Linked DNA regions of Mus musculus: regions 2, 3 and 4 are each linked to region 1. A link is a contact called in public Hi-C, HiCAR-type and promoter capture Hi-C data. All regions are on one chromosome and are shown on one strand. The core of a region is the stretch at or near the end of the contact, and the rest is flanking DNA. Distances in the headings are between cores, read along the strand shown.

Evidence for each region. Promoter capture Hi-C pulls out the DNA fragments that hold promoters and counts their contacts. A called contact is a pair of places that touch in the nucleus more often than the background predicts. HiCAR-type assays count read pairs that join an accessible place to other places.
Region 2: a Hi-C map of muscle stem cells shows a contact between it and region 1, with 2.8 times the contacts expected there. The contact joins the promoter of Zkscan3 here to the promoter of Stard3nl in region 1. A contact is called at or near these places in 4 of 39 promoter capture datasets (cranial neural crest, liver, pre-B cells and 1 more) and 1 of 484 Hi-C or Micro-C datasets (muscle stem cells).
Region 3: a contact with region 1 is called in a promoter capture Hi-C map of cranial neural crest. The contact joins the promoter of Pgbd1 here to the promoter of Stard3nl in region 1. A contact is called at or near these places in 2 of 39 promoter capture datasets (cranial neural crest and pre-B cells).
Region 4: a HiCAR-type map of astrocytes shows a contact between it and region 1, with 2.8 times the contacts expected there. The contact joins the promoter of Nkapl here to the promoter of Stard3nl in region 1. A contact is called at or near these places in 1 of 39 promoter capture datasets (pre-B cells) and 1 of 115 datasets of contacts at active chromatin or transcription factors (astrocytes).

The regions. Positions count from the first base shown.
Region 1 is chr13:19,391,885-19,398,571 of GRCm38.p6, reverse strand. Stard3nl (STARD3 N-terminal like) reads left to right here and starts at 2,759. Exons shown (of 9, transcript NM_024270.3): 1 at 2,759-2,868. It overlaps Gm40827 (a long non-coding RNA gene), which reads right to left and starts at 2,725. Exons shown (of 2, transcript XR_873152.2): 1 at 1-2,725.
Region 2 is chr13:21,397,870-21,404,075 of GRCm38.p6, reverse strand. Zkscan3 (zinc finger with KRAB and SCAN domains 3) reads left to right here and starts at 1,321. Exons shown (of 6, transcript NM_001145778.2): 1 at 1,321-1,404.
Region 3 is chr13:21,436,081-21,442,419 of GRCm38.p6, reverse strand. It overlaps Pgbd1 (piggyBac transposable element derived 1), which reads left to right and starts at 1,367. Exons shown (of 5, transcript NM_001162920.1): 1 at 1,367-1,660. Zscan26 (zinc finger and SCAN domain containing 26) reads left to right here. Exons shown (of 6, transcript NM_001347491.1): 6 at 1-240. It overlaps 4930470G03Rik (RIKEN cDNA 4930470G03 gene), which reads right to left and starts at 1,949. Exons shown (of 4, transcript NR_151504.1): 1 at 919-1,949; 2 at 639-784.
Region 4 is chr13:21,465,531-21,471,488 of GRCm38.p6, reverse strand. It overlaps Nkapl (NFKB activating protein-like), which reads left to right and starts at 2,988. Exons shown (of 1, transcript NM_025719.3): 1 at 2,988-4,442. The coding sequence starts at 3,048. The coding sequence ends at 4,235.

The sequences.
Region 1 (6,687 bases), core at 1,510-4,009:
GGTCCATACCAATATTCCCAGAGAGTGGCCATAAGTATGCTAGTCAATTGCTTATAAAGGCAAACCCCACACAGCTACGTATTTCTTGCCTTCAACCAATCAGGGGCAAGCATACATCCTGATATACTTCCTGTCTATGTACTGCTCACATACATGTGATTAAGGACATCCTGTGTAGTTGAGGTAAGCAACCTTGTTTACAGAAGTGAAAACCATGGCTTGTTGTCTTACATGAACCATAGCTCCCAGAACTCCAAGAAGTTATCTGCCCTTGGTCAAGTGGAAGTTTCAGATTAGAGGCATTTTTATTTTATAGATTTCTTAAGTACAGTAATTAAAACTTAAAACATAACTTTGGCCTTCACAATTCCTGGGCCATGTTCTAACACAATATATTTGAGATGAAGAACTCATATCAAGAATATAAGAAAGCCTTAAGGAAAAGGCTGATAACATAATTAAAGAGTTAGCAAAAACTAACTTTTTGAGAGATATTGACAAAAGACATACAAATAATCTTAGTTTATAAACTCATTTTTATGTAGAAAATGCAAGTCAAATCCATGTTATGATACTTATAAATATAGACATGTAAAAGATGAAAAGAAGTATGAAAGATTACAGCTGAAAATATTATCCATCCAAATATTGAGCATCCAGATTTTTTTCCTTGTTTGCGGATGTGGAAATTGATGAAACCAAAAATTTACTAGGAAATGTCTATTCCTGCTAAACATGTATTTATATCCTGAGGCACAGTGAGACATTTCTTATATATCAAGATCAAATGTATAGTTACAGGTACCAATGACAAGGTGCAAGAATATCCATAACAGCATCATTGTAATTACTCCAAACATCCAATTACCTAATGCTGAGCAACAGTAGAATGAACAACATTTGGAATTATAAACAAAACTGAGAATGGATAAATTACTATAACACTTTTACTATGTATTAGTATTACAAATATAGTGATATATTACTTATTTTCCTTATTGTTTAGATAAAATATAAGACAGAAAGCAAGTTCAGGAAAGATATATTGGGCTTATATTTAGGGTACTATCCAACATGGCAGAAAAGGCATGGTGGCCGAAGTGTGGGATACATCTACATATCTGGAAACACATCAACATGAACACAGCTATTCCACTCATTTCTCCATCTTACTTGTTCTGGGACCGCAGAATATGAATGAGGTGGCTTTAGAGTGGGTTTCCCACCTCAATTAACACAAGCTAGAAACTTACACAGACATGCCCAGACATCTGTCTTCTTGATGATTCTCGATCGTGTGAAGCTGATAATCAATACCAGCCATCACAGGTATCAAGAAAAAGGAGCCTTGGAGTAAGTATGTACTTTGTATGTATACAAAAGTCTGAAAGCAGGCAAAACTAATCACGGTGACAGTATTAGGATAGTGTGAGGTGTTTTAATTACTAAGTGGAAGGCGTCTGCATTACAGTAGTCACACAAGTTGCTTCACCTTGTCACCCAAATCATTGTATACAAGAACCCTGAACTTAGTTTGTATATATACACACACCCTAACCCTAACTTTTCTCATGCTCATCAATTTGAAAAAAACAACAACAACAACAAAAGCTTGCATATTATTTCTCTTCCAAAGGGTAGTAAATAGGATTATTTAAACTTTATGGGTGGAAATGAACACTGTAGCAACACTAGGGGCCCTTATCTGAAGACTCTACTACTAGGATTGAAGATGTATGCCTGAGATCTAGTCTGTTCTTTTGTTGTCATCTGCACCATAAGCAGTACTTGGACAGAAGTAGGAAAACACATTCACACATGTTTAAGGTAGCATTTCTCATACTAGCAATTAAAAAAAAAAATCCAAACAAACTGTATGTTTAAGGGCATAGAGATGGCAAGTTATATCATTGGCGCTGAAGACTTTTAGCATTTAAAAAGCAATGAGGCACATTTAAGGCTAGATGAAGAACTGAACTTGAGTGTTAACAAATATTTTCACATGTCAATGCAGGAAGGACCCATCACACAAAGACTGAGCCTTTGATTGGTTTATAAAAACAGTTCTCACCCAACTTGCACTGTTCAAAATTTTGCACGTATATAAATTCACATTTGTAATGTAAACATTATAAAAACGATTAAACTACTTTATAAGAGTATCTATTAAAAATACTATTCTTAATATTATTTTCCTCTAACAGGCTGAGAGTCTTCAGCACTCATAGTGCAATATATTTTATCTTCCTTTGTATTCTTGCATTTAAGGACGTAACTGTACCAGCTATTGGAAAAATCTAAAACATCACTTAGTGCCCAATGTCGTGTATAACAACTAAGTAAATACAGTTAGCCTTAACTATCAGTAAGACAAAGGCATTACTCCTACGTAAGACTGGGCTGATTGAGACTTACGGTCGAGTCCTAGAATAGACAAGTTCTTAGTGGACAGCTGAAACCAAGGGGCCAGGGCCTGAAATCCACTCTCAGAGTTACCCCTCACCGGCTGCAGCCTAAAACCTATCTAAGAGAAGCCTTCCGTAGAATTCTCAGGAAGGTAAAACCCACTAAAAGCCTGCTGTTAGAAGCTGGATACCTTAACAGGCTTTGGAGGCGCGGCTAGTCCTAGGCCCGCCCACTGCCTCCTTTATGAGCCATCTACTGGTCGTCCGAAAACTGACAGTTCTGTAAACCAACCCGCCGTCTCCTCTGCCACTATTCACTTTTCCAGCAAGCCGCAGCGTCTTTGCGTGACCAGCGCGTTGACGTCACGGACAGGGTCCCGCCCTGCAGCCCCGCCCCAGCCCCGCCGGCGGGGACCGCGGAGCCGTGTCTGCAGGCCGGCGGGCGGCTCGCGCCGCGGAGGAGGTAGGCTGTCTTTCCGCGCCCTGCTGGGCAGGTCGTGAAGCCAAATGCCTGAGGTTCCAGGGTTTGCCGGGCTCCCCAGACCTGGCCTTGGCCGTGGGGCCTGTGGGTGCAGCCGCGGAACGCGGCGGAGCGCGGGAGGGAAGCTGGCCCCGGGCCCACACCCACACTCACCGGGAGGCAGGTGGTCCAGCCTCGGCCCCGTGCCTTGCATCCGCATCAAGTCCAAGGTGACATGCGGGTGTAGGCCGGCAGGTACTGTCTGTTACTGGCCTTGTGCCTTCGTCAAGAAAAGCCCTGATGTAACAAAACAAAACGAAAATTAAAGCATGAGTCATGAATGTTCTAGCCATGGTTTCAGCTCTCCGCATTGCCCACTCATCCTGCCTTTAGTTTTTTTTTTTTTTTTTTTTTTAAATCTCAGTAGGGCTCTTTTTCTTCCTCTTTTGGTTGGAACATGGGTGGACACTGTGGAACTTTTCTTAGTGTTCTCTTAGTATGGCAGTTGTAAAGGCATTTGTCTCTGTTCACAGATGGAATCCATCACTTGACCCAGTACTAGTTTGGATAAGGTTAGTAAGGCTGATTGAATGAACACAGTAGCCGTCTGACCTCCCAGGGTACCGAGTTACTATAGCAAGTTCCGTCTGATGTTTTTGTTTAAGGTTCCTAACGGTAAATCCCATCTATGCTTCTTCTGTCCATCATCCACTTATAGAGCAAGATTTGATGACAAAGAGCAGTTTACAGTATTTTTGGCTGCATCTGTGCATAAGTAAAATGCTAGATAATCATGCCCATGAAGGGACAGTGTAGACTGTGCCCCCCCTACATAATATTCACACATATGTAATGTTTTGTATTGTAAGGAAGAATACATTTTTCTTTGAGATCTTCCTGTCTCAAACATGAACCTTTAAAGATTGCATTGTCAAAAGCATTAAAGAAATGGATTTAAAACTGCTCCAAGGACTTACCTTCTCAGGATAGTGATTATCATTTGGATTTAATTATTAGACAGTTTATATGATGCCACATGCTGTTTTAGGTGTTGAAAATTGAGTATTGAACGCTAGATAAGGTTTCTGTCCTCGAGTTCCTTTGATTTTAGTGAAGATAGAATATATGTGCAAATAACAATATGATTTTAGATAGGAATGAATGCTAGAAAATCTGGCAGTAAGGGACATTGGTGTGGCTGTGGTGTGGGATCTGGGAAAATGTCCCTGAAGAGGTGATGCTCTGGATGAGACCTGAATGTTTAGAGTGATTTAGTCAGGGGAGGAGCAGGAAGTGTCCAGTTACAAATGCAGAAGCTGGAAGAGCAGGCACAGTGGGAGGAGAGTCCAGCAGTGCTGTATCCTTAATGGTGGGCTAGTGAGGTGGCTGAGCTGACCTGGGTTGGGCAATGCTGAAGAAGGAACAGGCTTCCTTGTGGAAGTGCGGACTTCAGATACCTTCCGAGGCACTCCTAAACTCTCAGCCGCGTTCTGTTTGTTTTGATTATGAAATCATTAATTGTTTTATATTTTCTCTTTAGAGGTCCTCTTAAGAATGGCTTTCTTTTCCCTAGTACTGTATCCCATAGTAGTTTTTCTTTTAATTGCTGCTGTAGGCAAGACTCAAACCCTCTGCTTATCTTCAGTTCTAGCTTTTATCCCCTTTCTTCCAGCTGTCACTCATTTCCAGGACAGTGTTTACCTACTTTCCATTTGGAAAGCACTGGCAGGCAGTCCTGCTCTGTCCAAACAAGAGCTGAGAAGGTGTAACAGTAGGTAGGTGAGCCTTTCCTATTAGCACTTGCATTTCTAAGGATTACTGTGTCTTTATTTAGTTCCTGCAGTTTTCTGGGCGTGGCACATGCATTCTGTTCTTTCAGACATACTGCAAATACCAAACTTTTCATCAGTGAAGAAAATGTACACTAAGTTCCCTCAGCTAGACTGATGGAGGTTGTTAGCTTTACTCGACTTCACCATGCTTCACCCCTTCTCCCAGAAGCAAGTAGAGGATCTACGGATTGATGTTTCAAATTTGGTTCCTGATGTTGCATTTTGGAACTCATGCGTTGGACCCTTTTGGTGGAGAAGAGGCTCTGGAACTATAGATAGGCAGCAGTTTCTAAAGCGCAACACATAAAATGCCAAATGCTTATTTCCAAATTTGCATGCTAGGCCTTTTTTCTTGTTTCCTTTTGGTTCTATTTCCTTCTCAAATCCCATAGCAAAGAGTGTCTGTATATTTCAAAGTACAGCATATCAGTATCTAGAAACTTAACTCATGTTTTTAACTCACAGAAGACAATTTCAAAGATGGGGCAATGTTTTTCCTTGGACTAAAATAAAGCCCTTTTAGTTTTCTTTTTTTTTTTTCCTTTTTTTCTGAAGAAGTGTATGTCAGCTCTTTACACACACCCTTCCTTTTTATTAGAAGGCTAACTGACTTCCAGTGAATAGTACATATGGCTTGTAAGTGACTCCCAGTACAGAGGTATACACTTACAATACCAACTCTATGCAAATCCCTGGGAGGGGAAATCCCACGGTGTAGACCAGCCTGGGCATAGCAAGACCATGTCTCCTGATAAAAAAATAAGAAGGCAGGATTGTAGCTCAGGGAAAGAATGTCTGAGTTCAATCCCCAGTACCTCTGAAACAATTTTAATTCAAGTTGTAATTTCAGAAATATTTGAAATTTAAAAGTTGTTAACTATTTTCCTAGCCTGATCGTTTTCTTAGATATGAGGTAGTGTGGCATTCGATTTGCTGGGTCTTTGTTTCTGGTAGCAAGTAGAATTTTCCCATGATTGAGGAAGCACTGGGTCAACTCAGTGATGTAATTTTCCTCATGCTACTTTAAAAAGGTAGAAGCCAGTTTATAAACTTTATATGGTTGACGAACCAGTCTAGTATATGGTTGAGAAATAGTGTTGGTTGTCCTAAATTTTAAAAAGAACCATTTGTTGTAAGGTTCTCTTAGTCAAAGAACTATATTAGGTTAACAACAGTAAAGTTATAAAAATTAAAATCAGTAGGTTAATTTGCTTTTGGCTGCCCATTTGAGTGGCTATCAAGATGGAAATTGCGTTTAATAGCCTTAAAGTACTGTAAATAGAATTCTTAAATGTCAGAGATCTTTATATTTATGCAAAAGAGGTTTCTCCATTTGATCTCAAAATATCAAAACTGTTTATTTAGAGCAAGTCTCAATGTCTGGAAGGATGTTCGTGCAATTGATGCCCACATTCTTAGAGATCTAGGCTATCCGCATCAGACTCTATCTTGTAGGCACCTGGGCTATCTAGTCATGGTGAGGCCTGTGCACCAAGCAGGGACCCTGAGCACTTCTGTGCCACTGCTGTGTTCTGCCTGAGGACTACCACAGCATAACTGTGCCTCAGCGTCTACCCCAATGTTGGACCCTCTCAGTAAAATACTTATTTCTCTTCTCTTGCTGATGGAAGCTTTCTCTTTTCTCATAACCTATGGAACACTTTCTCTGCAACATGTTTTATCTTCATCCCTTTTTCCATGTGTTACCATAGATGCACCGTAATATCTGTGTTGGCTAAAGTTTAGAAGACTCCATCTGCATTGTCCGTGCTGTAGGTTTTGCAGAGTCTTGAGCCTTCTAGTTTTATTTGCACTTTTATTACCATGTTTTCAAGAAGCGCTGGTAAGCTTTTCTTGGCTTTGATTCCACAGAACTGTCTTCCTGTTCCATCTTGGGTCTCTTGAGAATCTTAAATCTTTAGATGTAAATGTTGAGAGCACATTGCTACTGAGAATTTTGTGTTAAGATAGTTATAATCGTTACTCTTGT
Region 2 (6,206 bases), core at 72-2,571, 2.0 Mb before region 1:
GCCGGGCGTGGTGGCGCATGACTTTAATCCCAGCACTCTGGAAGCAGAGGCAGGCAGATTTCTGAGTTTGAGGCCAGCCTGGTGTACAGAGTGAGTTCCAGGACATCCAGAGCTACACAGAGAAACCCTGTCTCGGAAAACAAAAACAAAAACAAAAACAAAAATACTGTTATATATTTATAATTAATAGTTTAATTTCCTCTCACTTTTATTTTCCCTTTTCATGCAGTTTCTAAACAAACATTTTCTTATGCATTTCCCTAGGGCTTCTTTATGACGATAGAGAACATATAATTTTCCTTTTTCTTGACATCACAGAGATTTCAGGAAGGCTATATAGGAGCTCATTCTTTTGCTATCTTCCCTTAGTTGTCCTTGGAAAAAACAAATTTTGAAAGTCTCTTGGTGCTAGAGTCATCTTTCCTGGATAATGTAGCTACCACCTGTGATCCAAGATGCTTTTCTTTATAAAGAATAGAGACCATCACTAAAAACCCAATTGGATACAGAACAAAGACTGACAGATCATGGTGGTCCCAACCCCAACAGATACATCCACATCATGTCTCCTGCATCTATGGCTCAGAGGACATGGAGGAAGAGGAGGCAAAAAAAAAATTGTAAGAAATCTAGGATGTCAGCTGTGAAACAGCCTCCAAGAAATGGCTGCATACACAAGACTGAAACAATTGCAGTATCAATAGACAATATCAATATCAATGGAAGGGGGTAAAATTTCACAGGGTGCCACCCCAAACCAAAGAACTACTGGCAACTATTGACTGCTGGGAAATGGAGAATTAGTCTCTCCCTAAGATGAGCCCTCTTATTAGCTGTCCAATGCAGTCTTGAAACCTTGAAATCATATGCACACAAATAACATATAAAAACAAAAACTTAGCCAGTGGAATATGTACATATATAGATACAGATATCTCTATATCTGTATAGATATAGATATATACTTGTTCATGCACATACATATATACAACATATATACATATACACAAACACACATGAATGTAGCAATAACAAAGAAAAGAGGCTATCAGCTTGAGAGTGAGAGGGTAGGAGAAAAGACTAGGGGGAGGAAGGAAAGTGATGTAATTCTACTTCAGTTAAAATTTTTTTCTTTTTAAAAGTCTTTTTACGAGGCAACCAAGAGGACGGAAAAAACTGGAGGAAGTAAAGGGAGGAGAGAAAATGTTGCATTGCTACTTCAGCTAAAAGAATTTCTTTTTAAAAGTCTTTTTACGAAGCAACCACTAAGAGGAGGGAGAAGGGGGGGATCATAGAGTGTCGCTGGTGCCTAGAGAAGCCGGAAGTGCTCTGTGCCCCGCCCCCCGGGGTCGGACTTTCGACACTTTTGTGACTGCGGGGTGCTACGAGGTGCTGCGTTCGCGGGTGGGTTTGGGTCCCGTCCTGTTACCGTCCTCCCGCAGGGGTCGGCTGCTTGTGGGGGTTGGGGGTGGGACAAAACATCTTCCTCCGCGGCCTAGTGGCGCCGAGAAGATAAACTCGGTGGCCACTTGGGCCGAGCGCCCGACAGGGCCTCGGGCGCCTCGCCTCAGGCCGGTTCCGGGTGTCTGGTCAGTCTCAGGGCGTTTGGCGATGGGATTCTCGGGTCTTGTACTTAAGCTTTGAAAATGGGAGACGTCACAGTTTTGCTTTTCCTGGAGACAAGGTCAGTTCCAAGGTCTTTATTCTGGGGTACTGGAAGAGAGCCAGAACTTTGGAATCGGGTTGCTTGGTCGAATCTGGCCTCAGCTCCTTTGTGACTTCTCCCCCCAGTCCCTTAACCTTTCTGTGTTTTGCTATTTTAGGGGATAATGATGTCGCCTAACTTACTGGATTGTTGTGAGGAATAAATGGCTTCATTTGTGCAAAGGTGCTTAAAATAGTACCAGGCACGGGGTAATCTGCACAGTGTAAAGATAGCTGTTATTATTCCTGTTGCTTTTCCTAACTAGGACAGCACTTTCTCTTCATCGATCAGCCTTGGTACTGGCTGTTGTCTTTTGAATGTTAGTACTATTTATCAGTTCTCTTTATAATGAATGATTTCTGTATTTTAGGAGGGAAAATAGAACATTCTGGAAAAGAGCCTATCCCACAGCAAAGAGTAAAAGTGGTTTGTGTAGTGTCTTGTAATGGTCAGGCTCACAGAGGTTTAAAATCCTGGGGATGCCTTTTTTTTTTTTTTTTTTTTTTTTTGGTGGGAGGAGGAGCTTGAGAAACAGGAGGAGCGTCTAACCGCGAAGGATTAGGACCCTGTTGTAAGCAGACATTGCTGCCGACCTGCCAGCTTTCTGACCCTCAGCGAGATTCCTCTCCAGTGTGAGAACCACACGGACGGCTGATAGTTAGAAGTGATGATAGGTAGATTGGCGATAGATTAGAGATAAGTCGATCTGATCCTGAGTTCCCACTAACACCCTTTGTTCTTTTTGCAGGTTTTTAAAGCTAATATTGACCATACACAGTTTGCCATGGTCATTGAGTTGATGCCTCTTGTGGTCTTTGAAAGTCCTTTCATCTTCCTTCTTTTTCTTAAGGAATTGGATCTTTAACCTCCTGAGGGTATACAGGGATCCCTGAAGCATTCTTTTCTCTATTTGTAACTTAACAAAAAACAAAAACAAAAACAAAACCCTTGTCTTTGGTTTACTTATTTGGCAAACGCCTGTGTTGGTAAACAGTCTTCTGATCCTGTACCTTTGTACTCTGCCCAGCTGGTGAGACTCCAGATAGGCAAGCTGACAAAACGTGAGTGTGTGAAGCCGTTATTAAGAATGTATCAGTGTTCATTTTTCTAGCCTCAGCTCTACTCTTCTTCCTTGATCCCAACAAAATGCTTTGGCCTGTACTCAGGAAAGAAAGAAGATAAGGTTTTGTTTACTATTTAAAATGACATTAGTAAAGATTTGAATGTGAATCAGAGAGAAACTCCATCTCACCTGCAGTAGTAGGCCCACCATTCAGCCATAAATCTTATAGTCCTCTTCAGTCATGCTTTTCCTGCCTTTCCCCCATCCGTCCTTACCAGCCTCCCTTTTCCTTCCTTTTCCTGCTCTCCTTCCCCTGTCTTTCTTTCATTCTTTTTACAGCTAACTAGAGGCCAAGACAACAGATCCCTTCATCTGCAGGTACAGCAATGTGCTATAAAGTAGGAGCTTTAATTTAGACATACTATCATGAACAGAATTGATAGTAATTCCTTAATATTGCATTCATGCTTTCCTGATTGACCCAAAAGTATCTTTTTACAGTTAGAGCATACTATATTTAAACTACATAGTACGTATAGAATTGCTGTCCCTTGTAATCTATGATAGTCCACCTTCCTTTTGCTTCCTCTTTAAAAATAACATTTATTTGTGGAAGAACTTGGGTTTTCAATATTCTCACATCAGTTGCTTTATTCTACTGATACTTTGAGGGGGGGGGAGAGGATCTTCTCTTTAGCTTCTTAGTTCTCAAACTTGGCTGCACTTTGGATCACACACTAAGTTCTCAGGTACTGAGGCCTGTGACCCACCCCCAGAGGCTAGTTCAATTCTCCTTGACTGTCCAACTATTAGGAGGCTTTCGAAGCTTCCCAGTGGTTCTCTTGCATACTATAACTTTAATCTTTTAATTTGTTCTTGTGTTTTTTCCTGTACATGAGTTCATGGATATAGAGGCTTGATTAAATTTAGGTTTACTTATTTGACTAAAATTATATTATTTCAGCTCTCTTGTGGCAGCTAATTAGGAAGTATTTCTGGATTCTTCGTAAGAGTTCACCCAGGTGTGATGGTTCACAGCAGGACTCTCCACTCTTGGGAGCTGAGGCAGGAAGATTGCCGAGAGGAAAAAGAAAAAACAATGAATGAGTTGAGGTTCCTGAACTTCTGTCAGCCGTGTTATCTCATAAATCATAGGAAATTGGAGTGAGAAATAGAAATTCAAGTGGGCACAGACTTGGAACTGTCTTTTCCCTTAGTAATTCTAGCTTACCTGTTCCCATCTCATTTCACTGAGTAAAGAGGGATGACCTGCCGTCTCAGTGTACCCACAGAACTTTGCAGTCAGTCCTAGTTTAAAATCTAGTTTGAATCCTGATTCAAAGGAATCAGCTCTTCTGTCCCTTTTAGGTTGCCTAGGTCTCACAGCTTCTGGGAAGCTGTGAATAACTGAGGCATTGACTACTTAAGATGTGACATTTCCAAGGTCATACATCTGATAGAGATAGGGAAAGAGCATTTGTATGTAAATGTTGTCTTATTGCGGTGGCTATGTTCTGCCTTGGGTGGGATTCTCAGCCAGCCTTCTCTGTCATGGACTATGCCAACTTTGGCTGCCTTGTGAGGCACATTGGGCAGCTACTGAATGCCCATTTAACACTTAGAGCTTTTAAGGTTACACAGTGAAGGAAAGGGAGGGTGCTTCCTTTACTCGTTCTGTATGGGTCAGAGAACTGCAGTACATCTGCCCATCCATCTGCTGTCGGTTGTCCAACCATGGAAATAAGCTTGCCTGCCTGTGTACTCTGGAGGCAGGCTTTGTCCTTACCTTCTTACCAGGTAACTCCCTTCTCTGGTTTAAGTTTTCTATAAGCTTATAACACCAAGATGTATCAGCCTGTTTTCCAGTTTTGAAGTTTACATTTGTGTGAGTTGTATGTTTGTGTTCCAATGTTTGTACATGTGTCTATACTGGTACATGCACACATGTGTGAACATGGAAGCCAGAGATCTGTACTAAATGTCTTCTATTGCTTTCCACCTTTATTCTTATTTAATTATCTATGTTTGAGACAGGGTCTCTCACTCTACTTGGAGCTCACCAGTTGGGTAAGAGTTGGCCAGCAACGCTAGGGCTCCTCTCATGTCCACATCCCTCTACAGTGCTGGAATGGCAGGTGCTTGCCGCCCTGTGGTGCTATACATGGTTGCTGAGGATCTGAACTCAGGTCCTCAAGCGTGTGTCGCAGGTACTTTAGTGACTAAGCTGTATTCCTAGCCCCTATATTTGGACTCTCCCAATAGTGGATTTTAGTTCCCAAGGTGACATTTAGCAACTCTGGAGGTGCTATTGTCATCTAGTGGGCACAGACCAGGAGTGCTGCTAACCATTCTAATAGCTATCAGGTAGTCCTGTCTTTTTTATACCATAGAGGTAACCTCACTTAAAATGTCTGAACTTGAGAAAAATGGCCTTGAAATGAATTTTAGAAAAAAAAAAAAGGCATTTGTGTTTATTTAGTCTTTTCTCTAACACAGTAATTATTCTGTTTCTGCTATATATTAATATCTGAGAAATAGAAAAACAAGGTGAGGACATTTGTTTTCAAGAAACTCACAATCCAGTGGGCTAGACAATCTATTTAGAAAGATAGTTTTAGTATATACCATGAATTGCCCTAGATTTCACTATGTAGACTAGGCTGGCATTAAACATGCAGCTCTCCTCCTGTCTCTGTCTGATGAGTGCTGGGGATTACAAGTATCCTCCATCAAGCCTGGCTGACAGGTTTTATTTGGCATTCCCAAAGTTCTAGCAGGGGGTTGTAGAAACTAGTACTAGCTTGAATGAAAACATACATGCCCTGGTTAGGAATTTTAGATCACTGCCTGTTCGAAGCTTGGGAGAATAGGGTAGGAAAGCATGTATTTGTGTTGAGTAGGCTGGAAATGATAATGCTAAATAGCTGTGAGGCTAGAGACACAGCAGATCTGAGAGACATTCTAGGGTAGAGCAGATTGGAGTAGATGATTTATGTTGAAACTGAGAAGAGGCAGTTACATGATTATGAGGATGCCTATGGGTAGAGCTGCAACATGTAGAGAATGCTGCAATGGGAAAGTGGGAGAAAGCAAGAGAATTAGCCTTGTTTGAAGCATGTTGACTTAGGTTTGTTTGTAAAATTTCCACTTAGAACTATCTGGGCAGCAACTCAAGATAGGGATCAAGAGTCTTTAAGAAATAGGAGCTAAATAAAATCTTGCAAGAGACTCAAGAATATGGGGCAGGGGGGTCAAGAACAGAATGCCAAAGCCCATTCTTACTTAAAAGGAGAAAGGCCGTAAACTGTTTTATGTACTTTATGTACTTTATTAGTTGGCAGTAATATCTACTCATCACATGCTAACCACTATTCCCAGTGCTCACATTTCTATCTGTTGTCCCTAACCTGTTAACATATGAGGAAATCAAGGCACAGA
Region 3 (6,339 bases), core at 118-2,617, 2.0 Mb before region 1:
GTTTGTGTGTGTAATATTTACTCAACAAATATATTTAAAGCAACATAAAAACATAATTATTGATAGTGTAAAGAGAATACTTTTCTATGGAAATAATGATATTGACAGTATTGTAAACAGTCTGTAAAGTGTTAATAAAGTTTCAAAGTAATTTTTGAATAAAATTAAAGCTATAAAAAGAAAGTAAAGATTTTTAAATGGTGTTTCCTACAGCATTACTTAATAAAGAATATAACTAAACCTGCATTATTGAGGATAGTTAAGTAAATTATTGTACCCTATACAACGGAATATTGTTGGGATGTTTATGCTTATGGGTCTGGGAGAGGCTCGGTTGGTAAAATGCCTATGACAGTGGTAGGGATGGTAGTATAGAGCTATAATCCCCCTGGGGGTGGGGGATCCCCAGAGCTTGCTGGCAGCCAATGTAGCTGCATCAGTGAGCCCCAAGATTCAGTAAGAGACCTTGTCTAAAAAATAAAGTTGAAGAGTTATAGAGAAAAGCCTCAGGAATCGACCTCTGGCCTCCATACCCACATGCACATGTGGATGTTCATAAACACTCAAAACAACAATATTTTTCAGCTGCTATAGAAAAAGGATTGCTGTCTTAGCCAAATAATAAAGTGCAAACTTACATTTTGATTTCCGTAAGTGCTTCAAAAGCTATTATTCTCGATGAACAAAACGTTCCCAAATGTCCTGAGAATTTATAAGACATCTCTAGGAAGGTTGTGGTGGTAGATCCGCCAGTAAGTGCTTGCCAACACACCTGAGTTCAATCCTTGAGACCCACAAAGCAAGAGAGCTCCAAGTTGTCATATGATCTCCCAGTCGAATACACAGGAAGTAAATATGGTTAACTTTTGAATTCAAGCTACCTGGGATTTTGCACGCATATAAAATCTGTATACTCACCTTAGGGCTTTGTTGGGTATTTACCCAACTGACTGTCCGCACAAGACCCTGTAAAGGCCAACTCAGCTTTGTCTTTATGGAAGACAGTCTAGGAAAATTTTTCTTTTGTGGTGCTGGGGACCGAACCCAGTAAGTATGTCAAGCAAGAGCGCTCCCTCAGGTACATCCTACAGGGTTTTTTGGTTTTTTTTTTTTTTTTTTTTGTTGTTGTTGTTGTTGAAATGATTTACGGAAATGAGCGCGTGTTTGGTTTCTTCGAAACTACCAGGAGAGGTGCGGGTCAGGAAAACCACGACCTGGCTCCACCGGTGCACCAGAGATTGTCACCAGGCTTCTAAGGAGCACAACGCTTGCCGGAAGTTGCCAGTGAGTCTCCAGCTCCAACTACAGGAAGTGCCCCCTCGGTGCCCAGCTCCGTCTGCAGGAAGTGCCCCCTGTCCTTCATCCCTTTGGACTCCTTCCCGCCGACCTTCATCGTCGCGGGCTCGGAGACTAACAGCAAGAACCGCCAGGCTGTGGCGCTCTGGCCTCTTGGCTCTGGTCGCAGGCTTTTTTCATGAGCTTCGGCACATCCTCACGTCCTCGTAGCACACGTTCCCTAAACTTTTAAGCAGCAAATAGACACCCTTAGCTGCTGGGCGCTGGCGTATATAATTTTAGCGTAGATCTGGGCAGGTTAGAGCCCTGGCGAAGGCACTACAGGTACATCTATTACGTTCGTCCGGTCTTTGTTGGGTATCAGGTACGTGCTGCGATTCTAGTTTATGTAGAGGTCTGCCAGGAGCAGGGGTGGCTGTGCAGTGATCTGCAATAGAAGCTGGAGAACGGAGTACGTGCACCCAGAGGTGCACACCCGGTTGCCACCTGTGTGGCTCAGTTTTCCCATTCCTATTTTAGGTTCGAGGGTAGCCACGATAGATTATGCAGGTACAGAGCAGGTCTTGTGTCAGTAGGAATTTACATTGGAAGGATAGACCAATACAGAGCAGGAAAAAAAACTGTCACCCTGAATTCGAGGAACTGGGAAGTCCATGGTTTTTTTAGTAGGTAGGAACTAACTTCTTTTATTCTAGGATTAACTTTACTCATGGAAAATAATTAGGTGCTTAATATACTTGGTGGTAAACTAAACGGGAGACGCAGGTAAGATTGGATTCTGGGAGTTTGAAGTTAGCCCAAGGAGAAGTTTCTGATGGTTGCCATGGTTTTGTACGTGCGTGTGCGTGTGCGTGTGCGTGTGTGTGTGTGTGTGTAATGGCAGTCTGACCTCAAAGGACGCTAGAAGTTTGTCCTCACCAGCAAGCAAGCAAAGTTTCCTCTCTGAACACCGTTTGCAGCTCTCTAATTCGGTGCAGATGGATGGTTCCTATATGCTGTGTATACAAGACACAAGACTGGTTCCCACTTTCAACATCAGTTCTAAGTTCCACTTTATTTTACCTATGCTTCTGACCCACTGGCTGGAAATCAGGGTTTTTACTAACTGCTCCCAGAGCTCAGATCCCACAGAACTCAGGAAACATGCTTACTGACGTGTTACAAAGCGTATTGCAAAGGATTCAGGTGAAGCAGGGATAGATATCCCTGTGTTTACGAATAAGGGGTGTGGTACTTCTATGCCCTCTGTGGAGGCATCAGTCTCCAACTGTTTGGAAGCTCCACATCCTGCCTTTTGAATTTTGATGGAGACATTATTATATAGACCTAGTTAATTGAATAACTGTTCGGTGGTCATCCATTTAACTTACAGCTTATCCCATCCAAAGGAGTTTTATTTTGTTTTGTTTTGTTTGTTTTTAAAGCAACATGGCTCTAAGAACACCCACACTATTATGTAACCACCACAATGAATTGAGATCTGCAAGCTAACTCAGGGGTTATTCCTGGATAGTAAACATTTCTAGATGCTATAGAAGAGCTACTGTATTCCTGGATTAATTTAGAAAACCACAAATGACAGCATTTTAGCATTGCTGTTCTTCACTTAAAATATTTTATACATCTTTCACATTAGTACATGTGCTGTTCCTTTTCATTTGTATTTAATAAATACATGTTCTGCCAGTGTATAATTCTTATATACTTTCATAGCTGGCCTCTTACTAATGAACTTCCAGCACTGTAAAATTATCCTTTATTTACCTGATTTAATTGTCTCCAAGGCTTATTACCTCAATCTGCTAACTTAGGCCTTGTCCTGAACATTTCTAGCTTCCATACAACCTAATCTAGGTCTAGAATGTTTTCAGCCTCTGAGACTTGCTGCTAACTAAGCTTACTCTTTCTAGTTCATTCTGATCTCTAGCTGGTTGGCCAATTCAGCTGTTCTGACTCAAATTCCTCCCCATGCCAACTGATTCAATCTGGCTTCTCTCCTCTTCTGAATTGCTCGGTTTGGCCTCATAATCACTTTGAAAATTTGTTCTAATATTTTGGCTCCTTCTCTGACTTGCTCTGTCTTCACCTGTGTCTAGCTTGTTCTGTCTTTAACCTGTCTCTGTAAAGCTCTCATGGTAAAATTGCCTCTCTCATTTTTCTCTCTGTGGGCACTGCTTTCTTAAGTAGCTTCCCTTTTCTCTCTCTTCTCATGAGAGTTGGGCAGATCTTATTCTGTCAAGTCTTTCTCTAATTCCTCACTTTGTCTGCCTCTCAATTTAGATATCACTGTTTGTTTGTTTGTAGAACATTAATTTAATATTTTCAACTGTTAATATTCAACAAACAGAATAGTTATTAAGATATATTTCCTTGTTATGTCTCCCTTTTCATTTCTGATTTTATTAATTTGGATACTGTCTCTGTGCCCTCTGGTTAGTCTGGCTAAAAGTTTATCTATCTTGTTGATTTTCTCAAAGAACCAGCTCCTGGTTTTGTTGATTCTTTGCATAGTTCTTTTTGTTTCTATTTGGTTGATTTCAGCCCCAAGTTTGATTATTTCCTGCCATCTACTCCTCCTGGGTGTACCTGCTTCCTTTTGTTCTAAAGCCTTCAGGTGTGCTGTCAAGCTCTTAGTGTAAGCTCTCTGCAGTATCTTTTTGGAGGCACTCAGAGCTATGAGTTTTCCTCTTACCACTGATTTCATTGTGTCCCATAAGTTATGGTATGGTGTGTCTTCATTTTCATTAAGTTCTAGAAAGTCTTTAATTTCTTTCTTTATTTCTTCTTTGACCAAGGTATCATTGAGTAGAGCGTTGTTCAGCTTCCATGTGCATGTGTGCTTTCCGTTGCTTTTGTTGGTATTCAAGACCAGCCTCAGTCCATGGTGATCTGATAGTGTGCATGGGATTATCTCAATCTTCTTGTATCTGTTGAGGCCTGCTTTGCAACCAATTATATGGTCAATTTTGGAGAAGGTACCATGAGGTCTTGATTTAGGATAACATGTTCTGTAGATATCTGTTAGATTCATTTGGTTCATAGCTTCTGCTAATTTTACTGTGCTTCTGTTCAGTTTCTGTTTCCATGATCTGTCCTTTGTTGAGAGTGGGGTGTTGAAGTCTCCCGCTCTTATTGTGTGGGGTGTGATGTATGCTTTGAGTTTTTGTAAAGTTTCTTTTATGAATGTGGGTGCCCTTGCATTTGGAGCATAGATGTTTAGAATTGAGAGTTCATCTTGGTAGATTTTTTTTCTTTGACCAGTATGAAGTGTCCTTCCTTATCCCTTTTGATAACTTTTTGTAGGAAGTTAATTTTATTCAATATTAGAATGGCTACTCCAGCTTGTTTCTTGGGACCATTTGCTTGGAAAAATGTTTTCCAGCCTTTTACTCTGACATAGCGCCTGCCTTTGTCACTGAGGTGTGTTTCCTGTATGCAGCAAAATGCTGGGTCCTGTTTATGTATCCAGTCTGTTAGTCTATGTCTTTTGGGGGGAATTTAGTCCATTGATGTAAAGAAATATTAAGGAACAGTGATTGTTACTTACTGTTATTTTTGTTGTTAAAGGTGGAATCATGTTTGTGCAGCTATCTTCTTTTGGATTTGTTGAAAGATTACTTTCTTGCTTTTTCTAGAGTGTAGTTTCCCTCTTTGTGTTGGTGTTTTCCATTTATTATCCTTTGTTGGGCTGGATTTATGGAAAGACAGTGTTTAAATTTGGTATGGAATACCTTGGATTCTCTGTCTATGGTAATTGAGAGTTTTGCTGGGTATAGTAGCCTGGGCTGGCATTTGTGCTCTCTTAGGGTCTGTATGAGATCTGCCCAGGATCTTCTAGCTTTCATAGTCTCTGGTGAGAATTCAGATGTAATTCTGATAGGTCAGCCTTTATATGTTACTTGACCTTTTTCTCTTACTCCTCTTAATTTTCTTTCTTTGTTTAGTGCATTTGGTGTTTTGATTATTATGTGTTGGGAGGAATTTCTTTTCTGCTCCAGTCTATTTGGAGTTCTGTAGGCTTTTGTATGTTCATGGGCATCTCTTTCTTTAGGTTATGGAAGTTTTCGTCTATAATTTTGTTGAAGATATTTACTGGCCCTTTAAGTTGGGAATCTTCACTGTCTTCTATACCTAGTATCCTTAGGCTTGGTCTTCTCATTGTGTCCTGGATTTCCTGGATGTTCTGGGTTAGGAGCTTTTGGCTTTTTGCATTTTATTTGATTTTTGTGTCAATGTTTTCTCTGGAATCTTCTGCACCTGAGATTGTCTCTTCTGTCTCTTGTAGTCTGTTAGTGATGCTTGCATCTATGACTCCTAGTCTCTTTTCTAGGTTTTCTAATTCCAGGTTTGTCTCCTTTTGTGATTTTTTTTTAATTTTTTCTACTTCCATTTTTAGATCTTGAATGGTTTTGTTCATTTCCTTTGCCTCTTTGATTGTGTTTTCCTGTAATTCTTTAAGGGGTTTTTGTGTTTCCTCTTTAAGGGCTTCTAGCTGTTTACCTGTGTTCTCCTGTATTTCTTTAAGGGGGTTATTTATGACCTTCTTAAAGTCCTCTATCACCATCATGAGAAGTGATTTTAGATCTGAATCTTGCTTTTCTGGTATGATGGTGTATCCAGGACTTGTTATGGTGGAAGAATTGGGTTCTGATGATGCCAAGTAACCTTGGTTTCTGTTGCTTCTGTTCTTATGCTTGCCTCCCACCATCTGATTATCTCTAGTGCTGCCTGCCTTCCCTTTACCTGACTGGAGCCTGTCCTTCCTGTGATCTTGGCTGTGTCAGAACTCCTCAGAATTCAGTCATCTCTGTGATCCTGGGATTCTGGGACCCTGAGATCCTGGTGTGACCAAGCTCCTCAGATCCTGGGATCCTGGCATCCTGTGGTTCCTGGGCATGTTAGAGCACCTGGGAGTGGAGCTTCTTCAGGGTATTGTGGGACTGGCTGCAGAGTTTGTGCCCAACCAAGGTCTACTCAGAGCACCGGCCCAGACCAGAAGAAACCTGTGCCACTGGTCGCGCAGAGTTCTTGGATGCCTGGGTC
Region 4 (5,958 bases), core at 1,739-4,238, 2.1 Mb before region 1:
TGCTATAACTAAATACTTTACACTGAATGGTTTATAGACAACAGCAATATACTCCTTTTGGTTCTGGAACCTGAGAAGCCACAAGTGAGGGCACCATCTAGCTATGGAAGGAGCAAGGCAGCTCTCTGAAACTTCTTTTAAATCAACACTGATTCCAGCCATGAAGGCTAAGCCCTCATGCTAATAACTTCCAAAAGGCCCCACCTCCTAACACCAATACATTGGTGATAAGACTTCAACATGTAAATTTGAAAGAACAAATAATCGGGCCATAAACAGAAGTACAGGCAGAGAAACTGTTATAGACTTATTTTATGTTCATAGGTTTTTGGCAAATGTATACTTGTGTACCAAGTGCAAAGCTGATGCCCACAGAGGTCAGGAAGAGGCACTGGGATCACTGGAATGGGAGCACAGAGCACTGTGAGGCACCACGTAAGTGCTGGGAACTGAACCCAGTTATCTGGTAGAATAACCAGTGCTTTTAAACACTGAACCACTCTCCAGCCCCCGAGTCTAGATTTTTAAAATATTTTTTTCAAATGAAAGATATTATTAGGACATTATGTTCTGTCCCATCTTATTGTTTAGGAGTCCTAGTGTCAGAGCCGAGTGTGGTAACACGTTTATAATCCAAACAGTTGAGAGGTAGAGGTTGGAGGATCAGGAATTCAAGGTCAGCATTGGCTACCTAGAGAATGTGAAGTCAGTCTGGATTACCTGAGACTTTAGACATCTCAACAACAACAACAACAACAACAACAACAACAACAACAACAAAGCAAAACCAGAGGGCTGAAGAAATGGCTCAGCAGTTAAGAGTACTTGATGCTCTTCTGAAAAACCTGAGTTTGGCTCCCAGCACCCACATCAGGCAAGTTGCAACTACCTGTAACTGCAGTTATTGGGACTCCAACATCCTCTTCTGTATATACAAATGGTATGTACTCACACAGATACATATAAATCACTAAAATCCTTTTTAAAAGACAAACAAACAAGAAAACAGGCACAGCTTCAGCAAAACATCATTTCTAAATTCTGACTTACCTTATTTTGGGAGTTTTTCAGATGAGCCCTGCCTGCTACATTGTAGTGCCTGCTTCCATTTTTCAGATTAGGGAACTATTATTTTACGTGAAAGTTTGCTGTTTTAAATTATGGGGTGTAGCCGGGCAATGGTGCACACCTTTAATCCCAGCACTTGGGAGGCAGAGGCAGGCAGATATCTGAGTATGCGGCCAGCCTGATCTACAGAGTGAGTTCCAGAAAAGCCAGGGCTACGCAGAGAAACCCTGTTTCGAAAAAACAAATAAACAAAAACAAAAAAGTTATGGGATGTAAAGTACCTTCAGAAGGTAACTGCAAGTGGCGGATTTCTGAAGAAATGTCCTTAAAGAGAAACCTTGTAAACTAGTGAATCTATGTTTCTGGAGCAGAAGTCTGCGAACATAATGCTCTGGAATTCACTTAGCTCAGAAACTTAAACTCAAACTTTAGTTCCAGAAGTAATTTAGGTTTTGCTTCCAATAGAGAGGAACAGGATTGTTTGCTAAGTCGCCAGCAACTGAACCTTTGGCAAGGCATACTCTAAGCAGTTACCCAACACTCTTTGATGCAGAATCTCATGATTACTTGGGTTTTCTTAGTTGCTGGGACTGCAGATCTGCAGCAGCACCAGGCAGCTGTCAAGTCCCATCGAGGCAGGTAGTTGGAGTAAAGGCAATAGGAATCCTTCACTAACTCAGCAGAAAAGATGGAGACAGGAATGGAAAAGGAATGGTGAGCCATGCGGTGGTAAACATATGACTCTAAGAAAAGATCTAACAAAAATCTAAAGGAAGAGATGTCTGTGTTCCATAGTTCTACTCCACTGGGCAAAACTGAAAGACGCAACCCAAATTTAGATTAAAATCAATAAATTTATTCTTACTGATAGTAAGATGGACTCAATCTTATGACCAAATTGGGAAACATAGAGGGCAATGGGAAGCATAAAGGTGGACATTACAATTATCTCCCTTATATGAAATCCGCAGCTGTGTGGGAAATTTGCTTTGCTCCCTTACACAGAGATAGAGAAAACGGCTCGTCCCTTTTCCCACAGGGAAAGAGGGTTACAAAAGCCAATTATCTCGTATCAGGCGCCCCATTCTTTCGTTCTTATCTCGCAGCAGTAGCTTCATTCTGTGGAGGATGCAGGCTGCTAGGAACTCATGCGAATCAACAGCTATTTTAAGCGATGCCTGGTCCAGAGTTAAGTTTTCTTATCCATCACAGTTCTGCTTATGAAAACCTTTAATCTTGGTGCTTGAGTGGTGCCTAGCAAGTTCCAAGCCAGCATATGCACCACTTAAAAATAAGCAAATAGAAACTTTATATGCCCCAGTACAGGGGAATGCCAAGAAGCGGGAGTGGGTGGGTAGGGGAGCAGGGCGGGGGGAGGGTATAGGGAACTTTCGGGATAGCATTTGAAATTTGAAATGTATATAACGAAAATATTAAAAAAAAAAAAAAAAAAAAAAAAAAAAAAAAAGCAAAGCAAATAGCCTTAAGGTGGTGGCCAGCACTTTTAATCCCAGTACCCGGGATGCAGAGGCCTGTGAATCTCTTGAGTTCCAAGCCAGCGTGGTCTACAGAGGGAGTTTCAGGACAGACAGCCAGGACTACACAGAGAAAACCTGTATCGAAAAAATAAAAAGCACAGCAATACAGACAGACAGCAGGACTCATTAATGATAATTCCTTTTGTTTCCCCTGGGGCTCAAGGTGGGGAATGTAAATAGTGAGAAGTGAAGTGACTGTCCACGCCCCAGAGGTTGAAGAGGGCTCTTGCGCAGGCTCTGGGCTGCTTCCCGCTTCCATCGGAGGCTCAGCGCCACGGTTCGGACTAGGGCTGCACCGGGCTACGCCCCGGAATTGACCCGCCTACAGCCCGCCCGTCTCTAGTGCGCCTGCGCTGTGTGCGGGTTGTGCGGGAGCTGCGTGCTCTCTGTGTTGTGACTTCTGGAATAACCGCCACCGCGGTGGTTGATTGAAGGCGGACCATGTCGCCTGTATCCCGATCTCGCCCTAATGAGGACACTCTGGGCTCTCAGAAACGACGACGTTTCTCGGAGAGCCCACCGTCGGCGTTACAGACTAGCCGATCACCTCGGGGAGGCGGTTTCGGCTCTCTCCTCAGCGGTCCTGAGGGGCTCCAGCCTCCGCGGGGTGCTCAGGGCGTCCGGCCACTGCATCCCATCAGCCGCCCCAGGTCTGGAGAACGACCGCTACCGCTGGGGATCCGTACGCTTGCCTGCTCTTCCTCTCCCATCTGTGGTGGATACCGTTACCACCACAACTATGCGGGAGATCCTTCGTGGGCTGAGGACCAGGAGAAGGAAAAGGAGGAGAGTTATAGGCAAAGGAGGCTGAAGGAAAGAGAGAGGATTGGAGAGCTGGGAGCGCCTGAGGTATGGGGACTGTCACCCAAGATTCCTGAGCCAGATTCTGATGAACATACACCAGCTGAAGATGAGGTGAAGAATCAGAAGAGTAGCAGTTCAGATTTCACCAATGAAGAAAAAAGGACAAAGACCAGTCATTCAACAAAGAAAAAAAGAAAGAAAAAGCCTTCCAAAAGGAAGCATAAAAAATATTATGACAGCAGTTCAGACTGTCATTCTAGCTCTGATAGTGATAAAAAGAAAGTTAAAACCAAGAAGAAAGAGAAGAAAAAGAAACATCGGGCAAAACAGCTCAAGAAGAAGAGGACTAAAAAAGAATACAATGACATAAGCTGCAAAGCTTCAGAAAGGGACTTGCCAGAAGATGCGTGGATGGAACAGTCGATGAGTGCAGAGAGCATGGATTTAATAGGCCCAGAAGCACCTGTGATACACACCTCTCAAGATGAGAAACCTTTGAATTATGGCCATGCTCTGCTTCCTGGTGAAGGTGCAGCAATGGCTGAATATGTAAAAGCCGGGAAGCGTATCCCACGAAGAGGTGAAATTGGGTTGACAAGTGAAGAGATTGCCTCATTTGAATGTTCAGGTTACGTCATGAGTGGTAGCAGGCATCGCCGAATGGAGGCTGTAAGACTGCGTAAAGAGAACCAGATTTACAGTGCTGATGAGAAACGAGCCCTTGCATCCTTTAACCAAGAAGAGAGGCGGAAGAGAGAAAATAAGATCCTAGCCAGCTTTCGAGAAATGGTGTACAGAAAGACAAAAGGGAAAGATGACAAGTGACAACCTGTTTGTTTCACTGTGGGACGTTTAACAACAAAGGCTTTGTATGGCCAAAGTAATAGTAAATGGTTTTACCATTTACCAGTGCTATTGTACCTACTGTGTTAGTAAAAAGCACTTTTTGAGATGTCATTAAAATTTTTTACAAACATTGCAGAAAAATGACTAAAAAGTTGAATGTCACTTCAGTCCATGATTTACCTCCCTAAAAAAAAAAAAAGTCTCTGTATCCTTCCATGGTTTTTGTGCATATACAAGTTTGTATTTTGCAAAATAGAAGTTAGTACTACTAAACTGAAAAGTGCCTAGTCCCCCATCTGCTACGGTGATTTCCCCCTAACCCCGTCAGGAGGATTTTAATTTTTGGAGTCATTTGTCCCCGGACAAAAAGAACGTAAGAGCAATGCCCAAGAAGCTGAACGTTTTGGAACTATTTGGATCCAGTGGGCAGTGTTCTTCTGACTGTAGTTAGCAGACTTGTTTAAGGAGATGGAATTTTGTAACTGGAAAGTCTGGGAAACTGTTTCTAGCAGGATGTTAATACACCTTGAACTTTTTCCCACCATCCTTTTCTATGGCTCTGTTTTCTTTAAAGTGGTTTCCCTTTTAAAACAAAAGAGCTGCCAAATCTCTTGAAAGAACATTTCTTTTTGAAGGGACTGGGCATTTTCCACTTTGAACCAATGCTGTTTCTTCATAAGATGAAAGTAGCACCAAATGCTGTATGTTGTAAAAGTGAGATAGGAGTGCTCTTCATCCGACCCTGGGCCACACTCTCCTCTGTTCCTACTTAGTACCAATGGGGCGATCACTGGCTTGACCCAAATGGTATGCATATATGCAAATGCCAATGGTATACAAGTCTAGTGCTAACAATATTCTGGTAATCTGTTAATATATACTATTCTTGAAATTACTGATATAATAGAACTTTTATAACCACTTTCTGGAAGAGATGAGTTCATTTTGAACATCAGAACCTAGTTTAGTCTGAAAATAGATATAAAAATATGTATATTGTGTTTATCTGCAATCATTAAGAGGTTGAGGTATTTCCTCCTAGAAGCAATATTGAGAATAGTTTCTTCTCTGCCTATATTACTGGAAGTTACTGAAAGCTTTATCCACCACTAACTTAAGGCAATCATACTGAAGTGGGTTTACAGTAGTTTACTTAGGGGGTCATTCACTTTCAGATTTTTATGCATGTTTCTTTCATGTGTCTTCACTGAGTCCTAGTGAAGTATTTATTGTCACTATATCAGAGAAGGATTTTTAAAACAAAATTCTCTGAGAAGCACTGGATTTTCTGAAAGTTCTTCATTAACCACAGTGACCCACCCTGGTAGAGGAGCGAAGAGCTCGTTGGCAGGCAGCCTTGCCCAGTTTCTGAAGCACCAAGTCCATCTTTTCCAATCATGTCTCAACTTCAAGCAGACTATAATAAACATCTCTCAAAGACTGCTCTGCAAATTATCTATTCCCACCACCTCAATACCATCTTATGTTTTCCACTTGTTTCACCACAGTGAGAAAAGTGGTTCCTGGGTAGTTCCTCAAGAGCACCTGCTCTCAGCTACCAGCACCCAGTAGGCCCTCTATAGGCTGTATAGTCCAAGCTCCTCACCACAGTGCCTTATTTGTAGGTCTTCCAAGGTCACTGCCAGAAAGAATATTTCTGACTTGGTATCCTAAACAAATTTTCACTTTAAAATAAATGCCG